Linked DNA regions of Gossypium hirsutum: region 1 is linked to region 2. A link is a contact called in public Hi-C data. All regions are on one chromosome and are shown on one strand. The core of a region is the stretch at or near the end of the contact, and the rest is flanking DNA. Distances in the headings are between cores, read along the strand shown. Region 1 holds the start of LOC107945765 (cytochrome P450 81Q32). Region 2 has its middle 5.2 kb from the start of LOC107916846.

Region 1 (2,939 bases), core at 60-2,559, 150 kb before region 2:
TTGAAAAACTAGTTTTTTTTTTAATTCATCACTTATATTCAACTCAAACTTAAACAAGATGTTATGTAAAAAAAACTTAACAAGAATTAGGGATGGCAACAATGTGGGGTAAGTTTTTGCTCGTCCTAACTCAAAATTTGACCAATCCATCCCGACCCTGACCTAACCTCAACTCTTAAGAAAAAAAAATCCACCCCAAACTCAAAATTTAATAATAGATCAGACTTCGCCTCGCCTCGCCTCACCTCGACCCGAATTTGATTTAATTATTTTAAACCAAATAAGATTATTATTATTTAGTTTGAACTTAAAACTTAGTGTATTTATTTATTTTTATTTATATATTTGTTTATTGAAAACAAAAATTTAATATATGTATTAATGTATATATTAAGGGTATTTCTCAAGATAGAATCGGACTCAAATCCAACCCGACCTGAGTATTTTTTAATTTCACTAAACTCAACTCGCTCCAACCCAATTTTCCGAAAAAAAATCTGACCCTAAAAGATCGGGTTGAGTCCATGAAAAAGAAGAAGCACAAATGGAGACGGAGTCGAGCGGAGGAACTCAATTATTTCAAGTGCAATGAATGACGTATGGCATGCAGGAGGCATGTTTGACCTAGGTAGGTCAAAACTCTTTTATTATATTTTAAATTACATTTTAGTTTTATTGAAAAAATATACATGTTGGATTGTTTTTTAAAATGCTTTTGGTGTCTAATATAATTTATATATTCAAATTGAATTTTACAAATAATTAATATTAATTACTTTAAAATATTCAAAATTTGTATTTCATAATCAAAATTTTAATAATGAATTACAATAAATTATTTTTTATATTTTATTGAAATATTGTAATATAAAAAATTTAAATACTATTTAAATGCATTTTTTTTAGTTTACAACATCACGACTAAAATGAATATTTTAGCTCTTAAAAGGTTTTTTTTGTCAACAATACTAAACATTTAGATTTTAAATCAAACTTTTTAAAAACATTTTTCAAAAGTAATGCTAAACTAGCTCTAAATGTACAATTTTACGCATAATAACAGAATTTAACCAACGTTACCTAAAATTTCAAAAACAAAAAAGTATAGGTCTAAAATTGAGCAATTCAAAAGTATGAAGGACTAAAATTCATCAAATTCATGCATTATATCTTAATTTCCCTAACAAAATTTCTTAACTTCGACTCGTAGATAAGTAATGCAAAACATGGTATGACCCTAAAAGATCAAACTTTCTAGTGCATTTGAAAAATCAAACATTTGACCCATTGAAAAGTAGGTCAAATTTGGAAACTAGAGTTAATTGTTTGGACGACACTTATATGTAAGCCCGATATATAAACATTTTAGGTGTTTCAATAAAAAGAAGAAAAAAAACCCATCAAAAGTAAAGCCAAAAAGAATGGAAGAATCAATAACTCTCTACTCATTTCTTTCTTTTATATTTTTCATCATTTGTTTAAACTTGTTTCTTCGATCAAGAAGACACCGTAAAAACCTCCCCCCAACCCCACCGTCACTCCCCATTGTTGGCCACCTTCACCTCCTAAAACCACCCATCCATCGTTTGCACCACACTTTCTCCCAAAAATATGGTCCGATCTTCTCTGTCAAGCTTGGTTCCCGGCTCATGGTCGTGGTGTCGTCCTCGACCGCAGCCGAGGAATGTTTGATCAAGAATGATATCATTTTCGCAAACCGACCCAAGTTCATCATCGCCAAGCACTTAGGCTACAATTACACTACACTTATCTCCTCGTCTTACGGTGATCATTGGCGCAACTTACGTCGAATTGGTGCCACCGAGATCTTCTCTTCGGGTCGCCTAAACGCCTCCGTAAACGTTCGGAAAGACGAAACCAGGCGGTTGATGCTAAGACTGTCGACTGATTCGCGTCAGGACTTCGTCAAAGTGGAGCTGAAACCCATGCTTTCCGACTTGACGTTTAACAACATAATGAGGATGTTGGCGGGAAAACGGTACTACGGGGATGAAGTGACGAATGAAGAAGAAGCCAGGGAGTTTAGGGAGCTTATGGTGGAGGTAGCTAAGAACAGTGGAACGGGAAATCCAGCAGATTACTTGCCTGTGTTGAACTGGTTTGGTCTAGGGTTTGAAGGAAAGCTGAAAAAGCTTGGAAAAAGATTGGATGGATTTTTGCAGAAGTTGGTTGACGACCATCGAAGTAATAAACTGAAGAATAATAGTATGATTGATCATCTCCTTTCCATGCAAGAATCTGATCCTCTTTACTACACTGATGAAATTATCAAGGGGTTCATAATGGTTAGTTTCAGTCTTTCTACTCTGATCAATACTTTGTAAGTATGATGAAATTAAGAATATTGCTGTGTCGTGTGCAGGTGATCCTATTTGCAGGAACTGATACATCATCAGTGACAATGGAGTGGGCAATGGCCAATTTGTTAAATCACCCGCAAGTGCTGAAGAAAGCTAGAGATGAAATAGACAATTTAATTGGTGAAGAAAAGCTGATTGAAGAATCAGATGTTCCCAAACTGCATTACCTTCAAAGTATAATATATGAGACACTTAGGTTATACCCTGCAGCGCCTCTTTTGGTCCCACACATGCCATCCACTGATTGCAGCATAGGAGGATACGACGTGCCAAGTGGCACAATTGTGTTGGTGAACGCATGGGCCATCCATCGAGACCCGAACGTATGGGATGATCCAACAAGCTTTAAGCCTGAGAGATTTGATGGTAATAGTGAGAAAATAGAGCATTCTCAGAAGCTCTTGCCGTTTGGGTTGGGTAGGAGGTCGTGTCCAGGGGCCAATCTAGCTCAACGAACGGTGGGTCTGGCTTTAGGATCATTGATTCAGTGCTTTGAATGGGAAAGAATTGAGGGGAAGGAAATTGATATGAGCGAAGGTAAAGGGACCATTATGCCTA
Region 2 (2,955 bases), core at 102-2,601:
AGCGGCGTTTGTGATAAAAGCGCCGCTAAAGGTCATAGTCTATAGCGGCGTTTGTGATAAAAGCGCCGCTAAAGGTCATAGTCTATAGCGGCGTTTGTGATAAAAGCGCCGTTAAAGGTCTTGGTCTTTAGTTGCGTTTGTGGGAGAAGCGCCGCTAAAGGTCTTGTTCTTAGCGGAGTACTTTTAGCGGCGCTAAAAAGCCCGCTAAAGGCCTAAAAAAATGCCGCTAAAAGCCTGTTTTGGTGTAGTGATACCATTATCAGGCATTGTGAATTTGAAGATCGAGAATATAATGAGGGAATATTTGAACCATTACTCCCTATTGGCTTGCATGTCGGCTTTTGTGGGTTCCTACTTCTCATCCATTCTAACCACTCTATGCTTCATTTTGCTTAAAGTGGTACAACTTGGGTAGTAGTGAACCGATCCCAAGCAGGGACATTAAGGTACCATCACTGACCCATAATTGAAGTTGCCTTAACAACAAAACTTGTACAGAGTTAGACGGCCTCAAGGCCCTCGTGCCAACTTTTGGTCTATTACTGATCATCATACCTTTTCCTTTATTTTTGTCCGAAATTCAGCCCATTTCGCCTAACTACAAAAAAGATGTGGAATTTTAAAAAAAAGTTCAAAAAACAATAAAATATAAAAAAGAGAGTATGTTTTTATGAAATTGATATAAGAAAGTTATGAAACATGAGAAGCACTTAATATTTGGTATATTGAGATGAAAGAAGTCAACATGCTGTCAGTGTGGCAGTAGGGAAATACTGTCCAACAATTGGGTGATGGAAAAAGGGAGGGTGCATGGCACAATTGAAAAATCTACTTATTCTATTTGTTTGTTGATGTTAAGGAAGAAGGGGGGCAGTAGGCCCATGTCTTCCATTCTCAAGGTGGTAATATTCACCTTGCATGTGATTGATTCCGTGGGGAAGAAGGTGGTAATAATTTCCAGCCTAAAACCCACATGGCTTGGATTTCTTTAAAATGATTCCTTCTCTCTCTCCAGCACATTTAATCATGTGCTAATGATTTGCTGGGCATCGTGCTTGTTTCACCATTTATTTACTTCTTTTTTTTGGTTTTCAAGTTTCAATTTAAAAATATTTAAACATTATTGAGAAATCCTATTTATAATATTTTGAAATATTTATTAGACATTAGCTAATTTATTTCTTGGGATTCAAGTTGTTCTTTTTTTTAAAGTATGTATATAAATAGTAGTTAAAAAAGTAAGTTGCTACTTGCGATGCAAGGCATTGATCAAAAGGAAGGTCATGTTTTTCATTATAGCATTTATATCATGTCATTGTAGACGACGGTGGCTTAACTCGCGAGGGCCACTCTATCATCTCAACTTGGCCCAGCAAGCTTTTCGCCCAAAAACTTTGGGCATGGTATAATTCCTTGGTTTTAAGTTTATTTTAATAGCCCATTTTTATTTATTTTTAATTGTTGTATTTATGTCATACTAACTATAGTTATGTGAAATTAGTTTATATATATATATATTCTAAATATTATATTCTTATGTATATATTTATAACGTATAATGACATGTGAATTAAAGTGATTCTTTTTTTAAAATATTTTCTTAATATTGCATGAATATGTATATTTATTTACATTTATTTACTTATTTTCTTTATATAATTATGATTTGTACGTATATTTATTTATGTTTAACTCCAAATTTATGCTAAATTAGATGTTGGTTAAATTATTTTCAAATGCATAAGGAAACATTTTGATTTACTATAGATCCTCATCTATCAATATATTGGGTGAGATTTCATTGATTTTTATATTTACCATATTACAAATTATCATAATTTTAATAATTAAAAATTTATATTATTTTAATTTTTTCAATCATAATATTATTGAAATGTTTTAAATATTATAATAATTTTCTAAAAAATAAATATAAAATATTAAAATTGATACATGCAACCTAACCAGTGCATCGCATAGGATAAAAAAATTAGTATATATATAATATATATTTAGGGTTAGTATTGGATACACTGATAATGCGCTCTTTTTATTTATTTCACAAGCAAACTTTAAAAATTACCATGTGAATTCTTTGTTAAAAAAATATTTATTTTTTAAATATTTTACTATACTCTTATATAATACTTGTTAATCCCCTGATCTTCCTTGCGGAGTCTAAAAACTTCATTGATAGTGTACTAAATATTATTCCATATATTTAATCCTTTCACTCAAACCAATATTTTTTTTAATTAATTGACCATATTACTCGAATTTATGTGAATTTAATCATTTCAATTATAGTTGAAGTATAATCAATTATCGATTAATATTTTTAAGAAATTAGATAAATTTATCTTTATTTTTCTCCAATTTTTAAATTAAATAAAAAATAATTTAAGTACGCTTGAAGTCACGTTGAATTATTTTTAAAATAGGTTTTCACTTTTATCATTTAAGAGAAATTACATGCATTTAGAGTATATTAGGTAATAAGCATATTAGGCACGGCCAATTGCATGTTAGGTGGTGATAACTTTGGATATTATGTCACTCAAGCTTTTATACTCTCTCGAATATTTTAAGCTTTCAACAATGGAAATTTAAAATATAAAGATGGGTTTAATGTGTGGTTTAGTATAAAAATAGCGGTGATAATAAAAATAAATATTCTAACGAAAAAGAAAGTTTCAGATCAAAACTCTCTCACTCTATCTTAAAAAGTCTCAAAAAAATGAAAAAGAATGCAAAAATAAAAATAAAAATCCATTTCTCAAACTTAAAAAATAATAAATTTTAGATGGTAAACTCATTATCTTGCTAGAAAACTCAAATATTATCATACAAAGAAATCAAAAACTCAAACTCCTCCTTTGTTCTTCCAAACTAGCATGAGCTTGGAAAATGAAAATGTTGGATAATTTGATGAAAAATTAACTTACCATAGCATTT

The links. Hi-C and Micro-C count contacts between places; a contact is called where the count stands out from the background.
Region 1: a contact with region 2 is called in a Hi-C map of hypocotyl, with 4 times the contacts expected there. The contact joins the promoter of LOC107945765 here to the enhancer-like site in region 2. A contact is called at or near these places in 5 of 34 Hi-C or Micro-C datasets (callus, cotyledon, hypocotyl and 1 more).

Annotation. Positions count from the first base shown.
Region 1 is chrD12:9,981,467-9,984,405 of Gossypium_hirsutum_v2.1, reverse strand. LOC107945765 (cytochrome P450 81Q32) reads left to right here and starts at 1,309. Exons shown (of 2, transcript XM_016879881.2): 1 at 1,309-2,306; 2 at 2,384-2,939. The coding sequence starts at 1,422.
Region 2 is chrD12:9,829,392-9,832,346 of Gossypium_hirsutum_v2.1, reverse strand. No RefSeq gene overlaps it. Among protein-coding and RNA genes, the nearest start is that of LOC107916846, 5.2 kb to the left of the region's middle. Within about 2 kb of position 1,351, at least 2 of the 9 cell types and tissues checked have an H3K27ac peak or open chromatin away from gene starts, as enhancers often do. A contact at or near this core is called in hypocotyl and leaf, where this site is marked.